Regions from separate parts of the Mus musculus genome. Here region 2 is linked to region 1. The links are chromatin contacts, called in public Hi-C maps. All regions are on one chromosome and are shown on one strand. Each heading gives the region's core, a stretch centred on a gene start, on an enhancer-like site or on the middle of the called end of the contact. The rest is flanking DNA. Distances are from core to core; before and after follow the strand shown. Region 1 holds the start of Tmem211 (transmembrane protein 211). Region 2 holds the start of Aym1 (activator of yeast meiotic promoters 1).

The links. A called contact is a pair of places that touch in the nucleus more often than the background predicts.
Region 2: a contact with region 1 is called in a Hi-C map of the N1E-115 cell line, with 3 times the contacts expected there. The contact joins the promoter of Aym1 here to the promoter of Tmem211 in region 1. A contact is called at or near these places in 1 of 484 Hi-C or Micro-C datasets (the N1E-115 cell line) and 1 of 115 datasets of contacts at active chromatin or transcription factors (pancreatic cancer cells).

What each region holds. Positions count from the first base shown.
Region 1 is chr5:113,223,978-113,228,506 of GRCm38.p6, forward strand. Tmem211 (transmembrane protein 211) reads left to right here and starts at 2,932. Exons shown (of 5, transcript NM_001033428.2): 1 at 2,932-3,024.
Region 2 is chr5:113,354,180-113,358,573 of GRCm38.p6, forward strand. It overlaps Aym1 (activator of yeast meiotic promoters 1), which reads left to right and starts at 3,115. Exons shown (of 1, transcript NM_001012726.2): 1 at 3,115-3,642. The coding sequence starts at 3,338. The coding sequence ends at 3,475. It also overlaps 1700016C19Rik.

The DNA of each region.
Region 1 (4,529 bases), core at 1,682-4,181:
ACTCAAGCCGAGCTGAGGAAACACTGAAGCAAACCAAACTACAACTCCCAGAAGCACCTGGGTCCTCGTGGGGCAGGGGAGGGGAGACTTCCTGGGAGACAGGTTGGACTCCTCCACATTCTCTTGTGCTTGCCAGGTGAGAGGCTGCCAGCCACACAAGCCCAGGGATTACACCCTGAGCAGGGAGTGTCAGGTTCCACATTCTACCTGGAGCCAGAACCCCAGGCTTGTTCATTCTGGTACACAGAGGACAGTACACCCCAGGGACTGTCCTAGAATCTTTTATCAGCCACCATCAGCCTCCTCCGGGAAGTCTGTAGAGATAGTTCTGACTAACAGCATTTGCAATAACAATGGAGATTCCACGGTGGCTTGGCCCAACCTCAGTGCAGGGGATCCTGAGCGCCCGGGTGGTCAGGGGGGGCTGCGCACAGTGTGCTTCATGTGTCCTGGGGGGTGATGCTGTTTTATCTGCCCTACCGACTGGGTAGCCCTGGAAACCACAGCTACCTAGCAGGGCCCTGTTTCAGCTGTTCTTGGCTTTTGCTTTATTTCACGGCCAGGGTTTTAATACAGCTAGTCTGAAACTTGTGTCAATCCTCCTGCCTCAGCCTCCCAAGTGCTAGGATTACAGTCCTTTGTCACAAATGCCCAGTCTTTAGGTGCGGAGGATCAGACCCAGCTCTTCCTGCTGACCAGGCAAGCACTCTACCAACTCAGTCACATCCATAGCCCTTCCTGGTTTTTGACGGTAAGAACCAATCTGCTCTTTGAAATGCTTCCTCTTCCCTCCAAACCTCTGCTGCTGCTGTAGTGCATTGCACTACTGGGAGGACCTTACCCTCAGCTGATCTATGTATAGCTCAATGACCATGTAACGATTCAAATACTGAAACAGAGCTGACCCTCAAGAAGGAACCGCGCTTAGAGCCAGCATCATCACAGGACACAATTCAGGGCTCTTGGTCACCAAGGATAGGCCCCGTTGTGGTTCGAGTGTGAACCATTCCCCCACAGGCACAGACATTAGAATACCAGTATCTCTATCTGGTGACACTGTCTGGGAAGGTTGAGGAAAATTTAGGAGAGCAGTTCTCAACCTGCGGGTCACGACCCCTGAGGTGGGTCATTTAGGAGCATGTGGCATATCAGACTTTTGCATTATGATTCGTAACAGTAGCAAAGTTTTACAGCTATGAAAGTAGCAATGAACTAATTTTATGGCCGGGGTGGGGTGGGGGGGTCAGCACAGCATGAGGAACTGTGTTAAAGGGTCGCAGAGTTAGGAAAGTTGAGAATCGCTGCTCTAGGAAGGAGAGGAGAGGAAGTGAGTCACTGGGGGAAAGGAAGGCCTTGGGGTTTCATGGCCTGGCTCTACTTCCTGTCCACTCTTTGCTTCCCCAGCCGGACTCCGACTCCTTGGCCACCACACTCCCCCCACCCCCCGCCCCGCCGTGATGGGTTGTGTCCCTAGGAAAGTGTGAAGCCAGAACAAGCCTTTCTCCACTAAGTTGCTTTGTCTTGCTATTTATTACAGACCCTCCCTCTCAGAATCATCCTTGGACTCCGCCTCCCGTTTCCATGGTAACACACTGATTTCGTAGAAAAGGGAGAGTGTCCCGGGGCCTCTCCTCAAGATTTGATTTTCCTGAGGCCCAGGGGAAGATGGATTTTTTTTTTCTTCTTTAATTAATTGAAATTTATTCTTTTAGGGGTTTTGGGCAAAAGGACAGGGACCTGAATCATACCTCCAAGCCGGGAAGAGACGCAATCTAAATTATGGTTCTGAGACAGCAGGGACACCATTATCCTCTCGCGATGTCTCACTTGCTCTGCCAATCACCTGAGTAGGAAAACAGAACCCGAAGACGCGTTGGATGATGGCGCGCAGGGGGCGGGGAGGGGGGTTGAGGCGGAGAGTAGGGGTCTGTGGCTCACTGGACAGCGGTTACCAGCCCTGGGTTCGATCCCATCTGGGATGCTGCAGGGCTGCATGGTAGGGTGGAGGCAGTGGGTTATCCGCGGCGTCAAAGAGAAGTCAAGGTATGCCTGGGCTAAGTGAGACGGTGCTCAGAATACAATTAAGCGAAGATGGGAAAAATAACTGTGCCTTTAATGAGATGCACGCTCATATAACCCAAACTGCACCCAGGCATGCTGCGGCTCAGATCCTCCTGGATGAGCCTGCCCGCTGTCTGGATTCCTACCTGGAAGCCTGCTCCTGGAGGTAAATGGATGCTCCAGGCATCCCCAGCTCCTGTTCCTGCTTTCCTGACCTGTAACTGACCAGCTCTGACTCTCCACCCCCCTCCTACAGGCAGCTACTCCCTCCAGCCCACCTGACCTGCTTTCTCTCAAACTCCTCTAAAGAGTTTCCTTCTAAATTTACCGGGCGACAGATAATCCACAAAGGAGACCCCGAGTTCCCCAGTAGAGATGATACTAGTGAAACTAGCGGGGTACCAATCCAGGGGATTCTGCTTCGAGGGCCACAACCCTTCAAGAGGTGATGTCTCTCCAGCCCTCACCCGCAGAGGAGGGAGCTGGAACTCATTCACATAGCAGGAAGCTCGGTCTGGCAAACAGAGCCCCAGGCAAACTTGGGCGTGTTCGGGCGTCTTTGGGAAGGTGATCCCAGTCCAACAGGAGCGAGGGAAGACAGACTTGGAGAAAGGGAAGGGAAGGGAACAATTACAGGAAATGCTCGGTGAAGCTGGCCAAGCCTCAGCTAGAAGCCATGGGAATTAGCCCACGGAAAGAAGGTGGAGTGAGCGCGCCCTCTGCTGGCGCATCCTGCAGCACTGGCTTCCTATGAAGCCAGTGAGACTCGGGGTGGACGCTTGGATACCCAGTTTGGACCCCAGTATTTAATAGTAGCTCTGGGACCCCTAGCGGTGCCTTCTCCTACCCAGGAAACCATCCCCTCCTCCCATCCTATTTGAGACTGGAGTTGCCCTCTCAGTCCAGCCCATCCGTCAGCCCAGAGTGAATAGCTATTGATTTCAGGAAGGAAACCTTGCACGGGTGAGTACACACTCTTCTCGGACCAGCGCCTCACGTGACCCTGCTCTGCTTACCCACCTGAATGTGACCTTTAAAGGGGAAGACACCTTTTTAAAGCTCACAGATTTACATTCCAGGCCAGAGCTTCTAAGCCAGAGCTGGATGAGGGGAGGTCACATTGTAGAGGTAACCTTGAAGAAGCCTGACCCAAAGTGATGAGGGAATATCAGGGGAGGAGCCGGGCTGGCCTCAGGCACTGCTTAGGGGCCCTGGGAGCCCTAGAACCACACACTGTCGTGTGCTCGTGTCTCTGTGTGGTTTGAAGCTTGAATGTGGAACACAGCCACAGTTTAAAAATCATATGTTCAAAGGAACCCATCCCTCCAAACGTCAAGCAGCCCTGTTGTAGGCCAGGGATCTTGTAGTTGGGGAAACAGAGGCTTTGAGCCATTGTATTGTTTGTCCCAGGTGACAGAGCCAGCAGGCCTGGTTGAGGCATATACTAGTGAAAGAGACCATGTGTTGAAGGACCTCAGGTCTCGCCTGGGCAGCCTGGCCATCTCTGTCTCTATGTATCTATCCCCTATCTGTCTATTTGTCTGTCTGTCTGTCTGTATATCATCTATCTATCTATCATCTATCTATCTATGTATTTATCATCTATCATCTATCGATCATCTATCATCTATCAATCAATTTATCTATCATCTATGTATCTATTTATCTATCTATCATCTATCTACCTAACATCTATCAATTAATTTATCATCCATCTATCATCTATCTACCTATCTATCATCTATCTACCTACCTATCATCTATCAATTAATCTATCTATCATCCATCTACCTATCTATCATCTATCAATCAATTTATCTATCATCTATCAATTATCTATCTATCATCCCTCTATCTCTCATGTATCTCTCATCTATCTATCTCTCATCTATCTATCTCTCATCTATCTATCTATCTATCTATCTCTCATCTATTGATCATCTATCTGCCATGCACATGGTTCAGTGCCACAGCCTCCTGTTCAGCCACTGCTTTCTCTGATCCAGCTCTTATCACTCAGGTCCAGACTCCAGGCCAAAAGCCCTGGGGATATCTCACACACACACACACACACACACACACACACACACACACACACTCCCTCTCATACCTTCAGCAAATCTGGTCAGGTTGACTTTCACCTCCATGGTTGCTGCACAGCTTGACCACTGTTTGTCCATGCTGGGGCTCCACCACCCCATCACTCTGTATTCCAACCACCCGAGAGGCCTCTCTGCTTCTGCTGATGTGCCCTGCATGTGCTGGCCTCAGGGCCTTTGCACCTGCGCCACACTCAGCCTGTAGTGCTCTTTCCACACCTACACACAGCTCCCCCATCTCCACCTTTAGGTCAGACTTGGCTTTCTCACAAGGCTTTGTAAGACCCTTCCACACAGATTATCTCTCTATCCCATTGTTTCCTATGACACTGCCTCACATCTGCTTCATATATTGATTTAGTTCCTCAA
Region 2 (4,394 bases), core at 1,865-4,364, 130 kb after region 1:
GCATAGGGCCTGGCGCTCAGCCACTGTCCAGAGAAACGGAAGATGATGATTCCCGAGGAATTTCCAGGTGCTCTCACCTCCAAATAGCCCCCACCCAGCTGCCATCTTCCTCCAGGAATCCTGGCTGCCCGAGAGGTCAATAGAATGTGACCAAGGGGGCAGTGGGACTGTCAAGGCCGAGTCAGGAAGGCACAGCAGCTTCCCAATCCGTCTCTTGAACTCATTTCCCGTGGCAGAGGCTGACCCTGGTGATTTGAGTCGCGCCTTTCCAGCTGCGCGCATGCGCGGTGCCTTTTCCCGGTAATGTTTCATATGCTCTTGATGTAGATTCTCCTGTTGCTCACTGCAGGGCTGTGTGGGATGCTGACGCTGGCGGGTGGCGACTGGGGAGGCTCTGCCTGTCTCTGAGGTTCTCCTGCCTTTCTGTCTTCTGCATTTATCAGTAAGAAGGGAGGGCTGAGTCTCCAACTGCAGTAGAGAATTTGCCCGCTTCTGCAAATCTACCTGGTTTCGCCTCCTCCGATATGAGACCCTCTCGTCAGGGAGCCCAGCTGCGTGGATGCCGGGGACGCTATGGCTTTGAGGACTGGCCCACCGAGCCAAAGGTGGAACCTGTTTGTCCACAAATCCTTTTCCTCACCGTGATGGCTGCTTTGCTTGATGGATCTGCAGCTGCTTGGCTTACTTTTTGATTTGTGTGAGCAAAACCGGCGCCTTTCTCCACCACTTTACCTTTAGCTTGTGTTTCAGTATTGAAAGTCTGCCTTTTTGTACACAACATGTGGTTAGGTCTCACTGCTGTTTAATCCATGGTGCTAGTCTCTGACCTCTGACTAGTAGTACGTTTAGGTCACTCCCATTTAGAGAGATTTTTAAAATGGTAGGGGGAGACACAATATGTCAGGACAAACTGTGCACGAGCACACTGTTTAGAAAAGCAGGACAGGCTCAGAATGACAGAAAGACTCACAGGGACCCCTTGGAGGAGCTGACTTTTAAACTGAGCTTTGAAGGCTCTGACGAACCCTTACTGCTGAGTGAGCCACAGGCTCTAAGAACCCGGAAGGGCCGTGGGGACCGTCTAAGCTTCTATGTTACATGAAGGAAAAGGGCTGCACATGTGACTGGTACCACTTTTGTGTTGTTTTGTGAGTTTTATTGTATTGTTTTGTGGTGTGAGCCTGCGCCTGAGGGCAGGGATGGCAGCAGGGTGTGGCAACTCACTATGGTGTAAGTTTGAGAACTCTGGGCGGGGGGGGGGGGGGGGGATGCAGTCCACAGAAGGGGGTCAGGTGCCACTGCCACATGGGAGGGAGACTGGGACAAGCACTGTGGCTGAGGTCCCCTGAGATGCCAAGTGTCTTTGTCTTTCCCAGCAGAGAGAGGCGAGTTCTTTTACTCGAGGGGGGAGGAACCGCTCGCACTAGGGAGGTGAGGCTGGTGTGGGTCCTATGATGCAGGCCTTACTAGGTGCAGTTTGAGCTGAGAGAGTTAGGGTGGGAGCATGAGTATGCAGATGGGCTGGAAGGGGGTGTGGGGGAACGAGAGGGCAGGGCAGCCATGCTTGCTTCCAGACATGGGATGCAGCAGCTTTACAAGGCCCCAGAATGGGGCGTCCCTCTCCCTCCAAGCTCCTCTGCTATGCTTATGATGGCATTGGAGAGGGAGCCCAAGAGCCTGGGCAGGGAGAGGGGAGAGCATGGGGCAGTGGGTCCTGGCATGTCTGGGTCTAGGGTGGTGACTCTCAGACCCAGTCTCAGGAGGTACAGTGGGACAGAATCTCTTCATCCATGTGTGCGCATAGGAATCTCCCATTCTCCTCCCCAGACTTTTCCCCCATGTGTGATGCATACGACGGTGTCTGCTGGTGTCCGACACCAGAGAAACCAACAACAGGGTGTCCTGCCTCTCTTCCTAAAGGGCACTGGGGAAGAGAGTCGAGGCACCTCCCTTCTCTGATGTGGCGGGAAACCTTGGGTCGAGTTTTTTACTCTGGATGGTGGTACAGTGGGGGCCAGGGCTCACAGCCGAGGTCTGGAACTCTGGTTGGAGCTGTCTTCAGAGCTCTATTATGGAGCCCCAGCCCTGGGCAGGAAAGCTCATTAGCAGACGTGATAGATGTGAGCACATGACTGCCGAGTCGTGTCCCGTGTCCCTGTTGAACTGGAACTCCTGCTCCTTCTCCATTAGCAGCGGTGTCTGCATGCTCAGCCATCCCTCTGGACCCTTCTGAATTCTCCCAGGGCTCTGAATGCAGTCTTTTTTATGCAAGGGTCTTGGACACGTCCGGGTGTGTGCGGCGCAAGCCTACAAACTCTCTCACCTCTACCAGAGATAATAAGGTCAGTAAACAGCAAACTGGGCTGTGAGGCGGGCTCACCAGTGGGGAGGCCTGCAGAATTCAGCAGGGATGCAGAGAGGAACCCAGGGTGCTGGGTCGTGGAATGGTATCTAGAAAACACACTAACCAACCACCCATGCAATGTCACTGGGTCCTTGAGATGTCCTGCAAGCTGGAGCAGGGGCAGCTCTGGGATTGCAGCCGGCTAAGGGAAGCCAGGGGGCGGGGTCTGTAAGGATGCTGGGGGCAGCTATCGCTTTTTACAGGTCTTTTATACCCTAGAGCCTGGGCAGGCCATAAGGACAAAGGGTGCCCGGGACACAAGCAGGTAGTTTGGAAGTTTGGTGTAAATTTAGAAGCAACTTCTACCTTCTCTTTCACCTGCGTGCCATTGGGCTTGGCCATGCGTGGCCCACGGTTGGCACAAATATTTGGAATCTGTGAGTAAAGAAGCTGGAAGTGGGCTCAGAAAATGCTGCCCAGGCCCATGTAACAGATGCCGGAGGAAACACATGTGAGCTCACACACACAGGTTGCTGGAGTGAGAGGCTGAAGAGGGTAGGGGTGGGATAAGGGACTGGAGTGCTCAAAGGCTGCAGATCTTCCCTCTGGGCCTTGGGGTGGGGGGTGGGATGGGAGGGAATCTCCCTAAGGGCTCTGAGCTAGAGCAGGACTGGTCCCCTCTTCCCTGCTCCAGCTCCAGAGCTGCCAGCACCGCCCCCTCCCCCTGCAACCCCCCCCCCCCCGGAGCTGTGTGCCCGGCAGAGGGGCAGCTGCTGGCTGAGCAGCTCCTGCGTCCTGCAGAAGCTTTGGGAACAGTGCCTGGGTGTCCTCCTGCCCTCACCCGGAGAAGCCACTGCAGGGGTGGGGGGCAGAGCACTGAGACCAAGACAGAGGACACCACTCAGAAATGCCAGGGCAACTGAACTGTGGACCAGGGTGGGCTGAGAAGGAAATGCTAACCTTGTGAGTCTACACACCCCTCCCTGTCTAGCAATGAAGCCCCGTGCTCTCACAGAACTTTCTGAGGATGCTCTAGTTCCATTATCTCTTAGAGAGAGGAGCACGCGCACTGCACGGGGTCATTCTCCACTGAGCTTGTTGCTGTGCTCAGGTAGTTCAGGGAATAAGTAAATGCTGCTCTCTGCTCTCAGCCGATGCCCCTGGTGGGAAAGAAGTGGGCTTCAAATTTCCACTTCACATCCTCCTGGAGCACGAAGAGTTAATGGAGCACACATCATCCTAAAACATGCCCCCTCCCAATCCCTGCTCTCCCCCCAGCCTGTAGCTGTCAGGGAACTAAAAAAAAAAAAAAAAAAGGTTGGCACACAGCCAATGAGACTCATCTGTGTATTGGCTGTGCCCTGCCCTGCTTGTGCCACTAAATGCCTAAATGTCATTTCCAGTAAATCCTCTTACTTGTACTTCAAGTTTCCATTTCCAGACAAGAGAATCCTGCAATCAGCCCCCGGGCCTGGGGTCTCTCTGGCCTCTCAGGTTTAAGAGTTAGACTCTGTGTGTGTGCTGCCATGGTTCTGTGAACTCTGCTTCAAGAACAGGATGATGCGGAGGCCGATACCCAAATGCCACCTTCCACGCTCAGAAATAACAACTGGTGCACAGGGCCTGCACAGGGTCAAAGCAGATATGTTCATAGCATCTACTGGGGGAACTGAACTCCCCCAATTCCTAACCAAAAAACAAACAAACAAACAAAAAATACCCTTCCAGTCTTTTAAGGGCCTGAAAGGAGTTTCTCCAGTTTCGTCTCACTGGGTATATAAACTACATTTAAGGGTAGGTCCAGTGTCCAGCAGCATGTGGCCACCAGGAAAAGAACTCGATGGCATCCTTGGCAGGGTTTTTTTGGTCTCATATTTTTGTTTGAGATTTGTGTTTTGTGCTCTCTCTCCCCCTCCCTCCCCACACCCCCTCTCTTTTTCCCCTTTGCCTTCCTCCCCTGTGTCCCTCGGTGTGTTACTAGTCTTGTTTGTATATTATGTTTTCTGATTTTGTCTTAATTTTTTTTCCTTTTCATTTGAATTTTTTTTTT